2 separate regions of the Anas platyrhynchos genome follow, and region 2 is linked to region 1. Evidence: chromatin contacts called from public Hi-C data. All regions are on one chromosome and are shown on one strand. Each heading gives the region's core, a stretch centred on a gene start, on an enhancer-like site or on the middle of the called end of the contact. The rest is flanking DNA. Distances are from core to core; before and after follow the strand shown.

Evidence for each region. A called contact is a pair of places that touch in the nucleus more often than the background predicts.
Region 2: a contact with region 1 is called in a Hi-C map of F1 follicle, with 3 times the contacts expected there. The contact joins the promoter of TAF1B here to the promoter of ADAM17 in region 1. A contact is called at or near these places in 2 of 8 Hi-C or Micro-C datasets (F1 follicle and subcutaneous adipose tissue).

Annotation. Positions count from the first base shown.
Region 1 is chr3:104,955,022-104,959,937 of IASCAAS_PekinDuck_T2T, forward strand. ADAM17 (ADAM metallopeptidase domain 17) reads right to left here and starts at 3,221. Exons shown (of 19, transcript XM_038177651.2): 1 at 2,992-3,221. The coding sequence starts at 3,100. LOC106015289 (a long non-coding RNA gene) reads left to right here and starts at 3,145. Exons shown (of 4, transcript XR_002399529.4): 1 at 3,145-3,456; 2 at 3,533-3,589; 3 at 3,713-4,916.
Region 2 is chr3:105,094,824-105,100,002 of IASCAAS_PekinDuck_T2T, forward strand. It overlaps TAF1B (TATA-box binding protein associated factor, RNA polymerase I subunit B), which reads left to right and starts at 1,781. Exons shown (of 15, transcript XM_027455216.3): 1 at 1,781-1,925; 2 at 2,729-2,827; 3 at 3,331-3,418. The coding sequence starts at 1,908. It overlaps LOC106015296 (a long non-coding RNA gene), which reads right to left and starts at 1,631. Exons shown (of 6, transcript XR_011808560.1): 1 at 1-1,631.

The DNA of each region.
Region 1 (4,916 bases), core at 1,971-4,470:
GCCCCAGATAGTAACAGCTGCATTTCTTTCAGTTCCCTGCTTAATTTGTTTTTCCCTCTCCTTCGTCCTTGCAGAAAAAGTATGAACTTTCCAAGAGACGAGCAAGTTCTTAACCATAAAATGGCAATCCTTGAAACTTCATTAAACAGACTGCTGGTCAGAAATCTCAATTATTTCAGCCCAGAAAACTCACCCTCTGTGATTAAACAGAACAAATCAGAAGGTATGTTAGAAGGTATCTTAGAAGACTGAGCTGTTTATGAGATTAGGAAGACAGAACTCTAGCAAAAGATGAACGTAAAACCACAGGAAAGGAGGAGAAAATATTTCAAAGCGCAGCTCGTCAAAGACATAAAGCTAATAATGGCAACAGCTTTTATTAAAATGAAAAGAAACAACCCAGATAAATAATCAAAGGGGCCTGTAAAACAACTAGGCTGCAAAGATGACCCCAAGAACGGATGCTAAAGGCCAGTACCAAAGGAATAATTCACCTCTGCATTCACCACAGAGGAGGCTAAGGTTTCCCAAAAGCTTGTCTTGACAGGATGAATCTAAAGAACTGCCTCCAGTTAAAGACTCAAGAAAAGGGGCTTTAGAATAAACCAATAAAATTACCAATAAGTCAACAGAACATGAATGTATTAACTCAAGAGTTATAAAGCACTTTTTCAGATAAAACTGGTCAACTCCTAATGCTGCTCCTGGTGGACTGAAAGGTGTAAGAGCAGCACCAACTTCCAGAAGCCTCCAGGTACCACACAGGGGCTTAATCGTAAATCCACTCACCTGCCCTGCCACACTGGCAATAACAACAGCAAAGTGTGAATTACTTGACTTGTGGCTAAAGAAGACAGTAGGGAACTGTCAGTCTTCCTCTGTATGGAATCAGTGGCTGTTTATTTGCTGTCTGAAAGGATGAAGTGTGTGGATAAGTAACATTATTAATCAAGCATACCCTTATTTTAACAAATTTTAGACAAGCTCCCTCAAAAAATGCTTCTATGGATTTAATTTACTGAAGGAGAGAACAACAAAATCCTTCAAGAAAATCAGGGTGGAGCAAGTGTGAAAAAACCCACAAGAAAAAAAAAATCCTCACTATGTTTGTGACAAGCATTTCAGCATGGTTGAAAAAAAATTATCTTGGAGTGATGATTCAACAGCAAGCAGAGAGGCCAGAAAATTACTCAGAAAGAAAACAAAACCAAAAGCATTCATCACTACACTTCATCACTGTAAATCCACGGTAGCTTTGTATCACGAATACTACCTGCAGTCCGAGTCATGTATCTCAAATAACTAAAAACCCAGCACAAACAGAAGGTGCGCACACAAAGGTAACAAAGACCAATTAAGTCATGAACTTTTTCCTCATACTAAGAATTATTACACAGACCGAGATTTTCCCACTTGAAAGAAGAGCGTGAAGGAAATGAATAATTGTGCTCCACATTCACCACTGTTGGCAACAGAAACCACAGAAACAGACAATGTTCGGAAACAAACGGAAGAAAGGATATTTTCCTCCATGCATTACTTAATAAAACTGACAAACTCTTAGTCCAGGCGTGGTGGTACAGAGGCCAAAAATACAAAAGGCATCAGATAAAGCTCAAGTGGGTCCCTTAGAAGGCACGAAATCTCATGGTCCAAAATGCAAACTCTGCTTGAAGAAATCCCTAGGCCTGCCTGCAGTTGGAGGGATAAGCTGCATTTGTTGTGTTTGTCGCACTTCCTGGAACATCCACTGCTTCCTACCCCTACCTGCTTCCTGCAGTGACTAATTGCTGTGGCCTGCACAGAACAAAAAGTCAGCCTGAGGTGGGGGAGAGTGGGACCAAGGTACAGCCTGCATGACTGACATGATATCTGTCAAAGAGAGAGAAACAAAGAGAGGGGACTTGAAGCAGTCACCGTGGGCAGCACCACCTGGAGACATCACATCTGACGGGGTAACAAGCAACCGCTGCCTCTCACAGACACGTCTGCCAGTTCAGAGAGCCTTTTGCTCACCAGACAGAAGTTTGCAGCTTAAAATAAATGCTCAGGTGCAAAAGTAAGGTTACAGAAGTAAAATAGGAAGGCTATGTTCAGCTTTCTGGAAGTCACATCCAGCCCCAACAGCTTCAGGCTCTCTCTGCAATGGTGACTCTTCAACCAGAGCTACGAAGAGCAGCCTTTTACCTGATCATCCTGCTCTAGCATAACGCAGACTCCTGCAAGGAAAGCTCTTCAGCAGACCACCAGCATGAAGATAACACGGTCATCACCTCCCCAAAGAGGCCGACAGGCCCCAAGCACCACGCATCAGTGACACCTTCAGCTATGGAACAGTGCAGCCAGCAGGAGCAGGGAGGTGATCGTCCCCCTGAGCTCTGCTCTGGTGGGGCTGCACTAAGTGCTGTGGTCAGTTTTGGGATGATACAAGAAGGATGTCAAGGCCCTGGAGTGTGTCCAGAGAAGGGCTACGAAGCTGGTGAAGGGCCTGGAGCACAAGTCCTGTGAGGAGCAGCTGAGGGAGCTGGGGGTGTTTGGGCTGGAGAAGAGGAGGCTCAGGGCAGATCTTGTTGCTCTCTGCAGCTACCTGAAAGGAAGGGGTGGGGAGCTGGGGGTCGGCCTCTGCTCACAGGTAACCAGTGATAGGACTAGAGGGAATGGCCTCAAGTTGCGCCAGGGGAGGTTCAGGTTGGAAACGAGGAGATGTTTCTGTGGCCAGGCGCTGGGATGGGTGACACGGGGAGGCGGTGGCGTCCCCGTCCCTGGGGGTGCTCAGGGGGAGGCTCAGGGAGACCCAGTGCTTGGGGACACGGCGCAGCGGTGACACCGGCGGTCGGAGCAAGCGATCTGGAGCCCCTCTCCGTGCTCAACGCCCCTGCTGGGCACAGCCCCTCACGCTGTGTGCCCGACGGGTCCCGCACCCCCCCCGACCCCGACCCCAACCCCAACCCCGACCCCGACCCCGACCCCGAGGTCCCGCCCGCCCCTTACCGTAGCGCTGCCTCTGCGGAGGGCGCCCCAGCGCCTGCAGCTCGCCCGTTGCCGCCAGCAGCAGCAGCAGCAGGGCAGGGAGCAGCCCCAGGCGCAGCCGGAGCCCCATGGCTCCCCGCCGGGCTCCCCTCGCACCCAGCCCCTCACGGCCCCTTCAGGCCGCGCCGGGTCCCGCCGCCATCCTGGGCTCGCAGCCGGAAGCCCGCGCGGAGCATTGTGGGGCGGGCGGCGCCGCCATCTTAGGGAGCAGGGCGGGGAGAGGGGCCGGGGGGCGGGAGCGCGCTCGCTCCCTCACAAATACCTCATCCCTCCTGCCTTAGGGCTCCTCGGAGATAGTATTAGTGCTTTTTGGTGAACCTGAAGGGCTTTTCTAGTTTTGTGTGCTCCCGAGGGTTGTTTGCAGTGCTCACTACTAGCATGGGTCTGTGGGTTGTATATTTGCAAACAGCAGCTGTGCTAATAAAGGTGCACGAAGGCGGTGTGTGGGTTATGGCTATGCTGTGGTGCACCAGTTAATGCTGCCCTGGCCTTCTATTTTTAGCTGATGCACTTGGCAGAAATGAAGAAAAATATCACCTACCCTGCTTCTTGCCACACTGTACGTTAATTAACCTGAAACACTTACATAACCATGGCATATAATTACTCATTTTTTCACAAGGACAACCATACTGCTTAAAACGAGTGTTTGTCTCATGTTTTTGTTTGTTTTTGTCTCTAGTGATCGGAAGATAATAAACAGCTGGTGAAGCCTCCTGGGAATATGCTTGGAGTTTCCAACAATTTACATCTGTTGATTCCCAAAATCAGGGGTAGCATCTTGCTTGGCAGCTCGCAATGTATACATCCTCCAGAAATTCATCCAGATGACTCTCTGCTCCCTGTGAACTTGCAGTACATGCAACATCCTGCAGTAGGGCGCTCCGCAGTGTAGTCAATGCAGGAAGAATCACTTTCTTTGCTTTCAACCTGACACCTTGTGTCACTTTTCGGCTACTATTCTATGAACTTTTCCAGTTCTAGCATGTGCTGTTTGAGATGGTAGCGTTGAAAATGCATACAGTGTTCACGTTACAAACATACATTGGATTTAGAAAGTGGCATAACTATTCTGTGTGTTCTCAAAGTATTTCCTAAATATTTCTAACGTTTAAGACATTGTTGAATACTGCTAGGCACTGAGCTGCCGTCGTCCTAAATATACCTATTAAATTTCCAAGATTACACTCCTGAAGTGCAGGGGTCCGCTCAGTCATAATTACTCATAATTTTGAACATTTTTCCCCACTTGCGTCACTGAAAATCACTTTATTGCCAGTCACTGAAGGCCCAGTTCAGTTGCCCAGATCTAGGTGTCTAGCTCTACTTCAGGTGACCCAGGGTATCTCACTGAGGCTTCAGAAGGGCGTGGGACTCCATCAGATCCCCTGCAAGAACCATTAAGATGTCTCCCATGTGCAAGGGCGTGAGTGTGGGTAATTGAGCCCTGAGTATTTAAGGTCTTTTTGTAATTCTTCTCAGCCACACCTCTTCTTTTCTTCCATGAACAATGTGGTATGAGGAGGATTTGTCTTTTCATTCTTCACCTCCATATTCAAATTATTTACATATAAGGACACAGATATGAAGGATTATTGGTGACTTACTTTCACTGTGAAAAATTACTTTACTTAGTCTGTTTCCTATCTTGTAACCACATTTTGCTCCATGCAAGGATTTTCTCTTATTCCATGCATGCTAAGTCTCCTTAAGAGCCTTAGGTTAAAAAAAAAAAAAAAAAAAAAGTGTTGAAACTCTTTCAGAAACCTAAGCAAACTGTATCTCTCCCATCTCCCTTATCCAAGCACTTGTTGACATTTTCAGAAAATTCCATACCAAGCTTGAACACAAGATTTCTCTTTACAAAAGCAATGTTGACAAAACCC
Region 2 (5,179 bases), core at 531-3,030, 140 kb after region 1:
TCTTAGAAATTCATTACAAGAAGATCCAACGCATGAAATGGCCTGGCTTTCCCAGAACTGCATTTTCACAAACAAAAAAACATGGAAATTAAAATCACAAGTAGGATCTGTTTCATCAGAATATTAGCTCCGTTTCTGTGAGGCTGACAATCACCTCTTTACCATGTCAGGAATTATATGCATAATTCCTTTTAATGGGTGTTACAAATGTTCATCCCACACTGAAAAAAAGATCACAGTTGGTATGAGTAATAACTTTTTGTCTTGAACATAAACAGTTCCCCTCTAGCTCTGTACATCTCCTCCAACATCAATGTAACCACAGCTGTCAAGGGAGCCTCACCTCTTTCTATGTATATTTTAGCTTTAATTTTTTCCCATGCTTTCACTTAAAGGATTTTTTTTTTTTTTAAAGGGGCATAAACCTGTTCTCCAATTTTGTGGGCAAATTCATTGCAATAACAGATCTCAGTGTGTTTAGACATCTGTAAACATTATTATTAGCGTACCAGAAATTAGAGACCTACATCAAGATCTGGGGGTTTGGTGGTGGTTCTTTTTTTTTTTTTTTTTTTCAATGAAGGTGAATTTCAGATCATCTTTTCCCTCATTCAAGGATCCCCAAGCGCTTTACATAGTTAAATGAGTTCTTCTGGTCTCCTTTTGTAAAGGCAGTAATAGTCTCCTTCAACAGCTTCGGCAGGGCCTCCGGGGGACACGGTGCATGTACACGAGCAGGAGGATTTGAGGACACTCAGCGAAGAGGCACTGTGGTGGCCTGGGGGTAGAGGAGCTTGTGTCTCCATTGGAAGTGCACCATGTTCCCTCGAAGGTGAAGACTCCATATTTCTTCAGTGAAGCCCCCATGTCCCCTCAGAGGTGAAGCATTCATACATGTCACCTCAGTGAAACACCCCATGTCCCCTTGAAGGTGAAGTCCCCATGCCACCTCAGTGAAGCACCCTATGAAGCACCCTATGTCCCCTTGGAGGTGAAGCCTCCACGCCCCTTCTGAGGTGAAGTACCCATACATATCACCTCAGTGAAGTACTCTGTGTCCCCTCAGAACTGAAGCCTCCATGTCCCCTAAGTGAAACACCCCATGTCCCCTCTGAGGTGAAGCCCCTGTCCCCTCTGAGGTGAAGCATCCATGCATATCACCTCAGTGAGTGTACTGTGTCCTCTTGGAGGTGAAGTCCCCACGTCACCTCAGCGAAGCACATTATGTCCCCTTGGAGGTGAAGCCTCTATGCCTCCTCTGAGGTGAAGCAACCGTACATATCACCCCAGTGAAGCACCCTGTGTCCCCTCAGAGGTGAAGCCTCCTTGTCGCTTCAGAGGTGAAGCATCTATACATGCCACCTCAGCAAAGTGTGCCACGTCTCCTCACAGGTGAAGCCTCCATGTCCCTTAAGTGAAGCACCCTGTGTCCCCTCAGAGGTGAAGCCCCCATGTCCCTTCAGGGGTGAAGCCTCCATGCACATCACCTCAGCGAAGCACCCCGTGTCCCCACAGCGATGGCACATCCACGTCCCCTCAGCGGGGACCCCCCCCATGTCCCCTCAGTGTCCTTCTCTCCCCCCGGGGACCCTGTGTGCCCCTTGGCGAGCCTTTCCATCACGCCCTCGTAGCCCTCACCCCATCCCGCTGCGGGATGGCGGCGGGACGGGACCCCGGGCACTGGGGCAAGCGGGAGGGCTGCAGACAGCCGCCACCAGCCATGACCAACACCACGGAGCCATGTCGGGGACCACAACCCCGAAACAGCCCCACAGGAGGCTCCCGGCCGAGCAGCGGGGCCGGAACGCAAGCACCGGGGCTGGCGTTTCCGAGCCGGGCCGCGGCGGGGCGGCTCAGTGCGGTTGCCATGGTGGGAGCCCCGGGGCGGCTCCGCGGCGGCTGCCGGCATGGACGAGGAGGAGGCGGTGCGGCTCCGGGAGCCGCGGGGGCGGCTGCTGCGCCCGGGGATGGCGGCGCTTCCCCGCCGGGCCCTCGGGGGCTGCGGGCGGCGGGGGAGGGCGGAGGCGCCGCGGGGATGGGGGCGGCGGGCGAGGGCCGGGCGGGGTCCCCTCAGTCCTATTGGGGTCCCCTCGGCCCCTTTAGGGTCCCCTCAGCCCCTTTAGGGTCCCCTCAGCCCCTTTAGGCTCCCCTCAGCCCCACTGGGGTCCCCTCAGCCCCAGCAGACCCCTCTCGGGGAGCTCCTCGGCCCCAGCCCGCGCATGTGGGGCTGCCGCAGCCCCGCCGTTTTCTCCATTTTTCTAAGGGTTTCCCTCTGTCCTCCTTCTCCCCCCATTTTCCCTTCTTCCCCCAGTTTCTCTGAGTAACCCTTCCCCCTGAGCACAACTCTCCGCCCAGTCGTGCACTCTTTCCTCCACATGGTTCTTTACGTTGCTGCAAGCTTAGTTTTACTTTCACCTCTCAGCATCTGCTTTTTGTCTTATTTAACTCCCTTTTCATTTCATGTAGGTGTTTTTTGCTCGTTTTTCATGCCATACCCAGTGTGGTGTGAACTATTATCCCCCTTATACTAAAATTCACAAAGTATCTTGCCACCTTCTTGTTCAGTTACCTACAGCTAACAGCAAATATTACTTGTTATCTCCACAAGCTAAGATAAAGGACACGTGTTTACTTGTCCATAAATAATTTCTAAAGCTCTGCAGTAGCCTAGTAATAGCGTTACTTGTTGTATTTGGATGCATGTGAAACTATTTTTTTTTCTTTTTAGAGAGATTTCAATGAACGCTGCGCGCAGTGTTCAGATGTAAACTGGGGCCTTACTGACGGAGGCAGGTTTTATTGCAGAACTTGCCACAATGTTACTGAGGTAAAAACTGAAGCTATTGACCTTCAAATAGGTTTATTTTGGTTGTTTTGTTTCTTTATTTGATTGTTTTATGTAAGAAAATGTTTGTTTGTTTTTCTCCTTGACATTAGAAGTTGAAGGCATTATCATGATTCTTCCTTTTTAATGCTTGAGTTAACACTGTTGCAAACAATTCTGTTCCTTCAAGGCATAAAGTTTAAAACAAGCCAGTGTTGGACATGGTGCTGCTGTAGCCATAGTGCTGGTACGATGTCTGGATGCCTTTAAAGTATTGCTTGGATATTGCTGCACTTCAGTTCAGTGCTGGTGTAGGCAAACTCTGATGCACATCACCTCTATATCCAGAATAGTCATTCTCTATTTTTGGTATTTCTGAATTAAAAATGTCTATTTGTTTTTAGTTTAGGAGAATTGAACCAATTCCTCCATTTTATTGTATGGTGGAGCAATTGACACAAGTTAGGCCTGGCTTTTTCTTGCTAACATCCATTACTGTTTTGCAGAGAACTAGAGATGTTGTAAACACTGAAGTTACTTGTAATGCAAGAATACAGACAATCTCCAAAGGTTCAAGAAATCGAGGGAAAAGCGGTATGTATGTGCTTAAGAATGCATTCTGCTTAAGAATGAATGTACTGGGTCAGTTCAGTCAAGGTTTGCTTAACACATTGTCTTTGACAGTGGCTAAAAGCAGAGAGCTAGAAAAGGCCAAGAGCAGGAACATAACACATCCCCCAGATGCTGTGAAAACCTTCAGCAGCCCCAGCTTCAGTGGCACAGGTGCCTCTGTGAAGCTGGTGGTGGATTTTTTGCGTTGAGCAGAGCTGTGCATTACTTACCAACACTTTGATTTGTGCAAGGCAATACTCACTGAAGATACCTATGGCATTCATTCAGATGTGGTGATCCCTTTGGTTCTTCCTTGTATGACTATCACAAAAGAGAAAAGTCATCTCTCTTTGTAAGGGAGGTGTGATGGTGCTCTGACTTAAAGAATGTTAGCTCAGCTTGCGTTGAAGGTAATTGGCCCTGTGAGCTACACAGAAACCGATGTGGATGAGACTTCATCCAGTTAAATACCTAGAGTAAGGTAGTGCAGCGTTACATCTTCTATCCTAAGTCACTTCTACGCTTCTAATTTCATGGCTGAGAAGTACACTAGTCATTACATACGGTGATATGCTGTGTGTGTTATGGTGAGGCTGCTGCTGTAGCTATGAACTCATGCTGTGATGGCTGGGTAGTCGTTTTACTGTTGTGGTCACTTTCAAAGAGCAAAAATGCATTTCAATGCTGACTGAAGTGTGGGGTTATTTTTATCTCTGATGGGCTAACCTATCTTCACTGTACTGTGGTGGCAGTAGATTACTGCATTACGTTGAAAAGAACAATTGTGGGAAAGTGAAGGGAGGAGTGAAAAAGGGAGCAACCTTAACGTCTCCACCTGTCTCTATCCTTTATTGCTCCTAAAGTCTGACTTGTGTACCATTCTGAGCTTTTTACTTCTCCTTTTGGGGTTGTCATTAGCCATCCCCCGTGCTAAAGAAAGAAATCCTTACCTACTGCAAGTCTCTTCTGCAAGTGCAGTTATGTTACACTATGGCAGCTTATTTTCCTACATTTGTAGGAGTAACTGTATCTCTGGATACCAGATAAAGCTAATATCATAAAAGCAGGGTAGAAATTTTTGGCAGATAATTTCTAAGATGGTGAGAGGCAAGGTGCGATTGGAAGAAACAAAACTGAAGAACAGGTGTGGAGGGAATGCAGAGGAAATTAGGAAATGCGGACAAATTTTCTAAGGCCAAAAGCCTGTAAGAGGGACTAGCAAATATGGAGAGGTGAGGGTGAAAAGTAAATATCATGCTGTCTGAGGAAATAGTGAATAGTTTGGAACAGGCCCTCTCCTTTCAAAATTAACCTTTTGCTGGGATGTGCTAGAAGCATTGAATGTCTGAGAACCTTTCATTTAAGATTGTAAGATTCAGTGAGAGACAACGGTAAAGAACATGGCGATACTGTTTTTTTTCCCTGACTTACCACTGCAACATAATGTATTCCAGTTTTCTCTGCTGGGAGTGGGAAAGAAAAGATTGTATTTAATTTTTTTTAATGATAGGTTCTCAGCTATTTTAAAACTGGTCACTTGACAACTCTCCACTCGATTTCAAATGCCGTATTAGAAATTATTGTGAAACACATTATTGCTGGGAAATGTGCGGAGAAAGCACTTGTTCAGTAATGTTTCTTGTTTTTTAAGAATGAATAAATGGAAGTTAATGGAATATTCAGTGTAGCTGGTCTTTGCTCTTGGATCTGAAGTTACTTAATGGAAACATGTCTCTGTCCTGT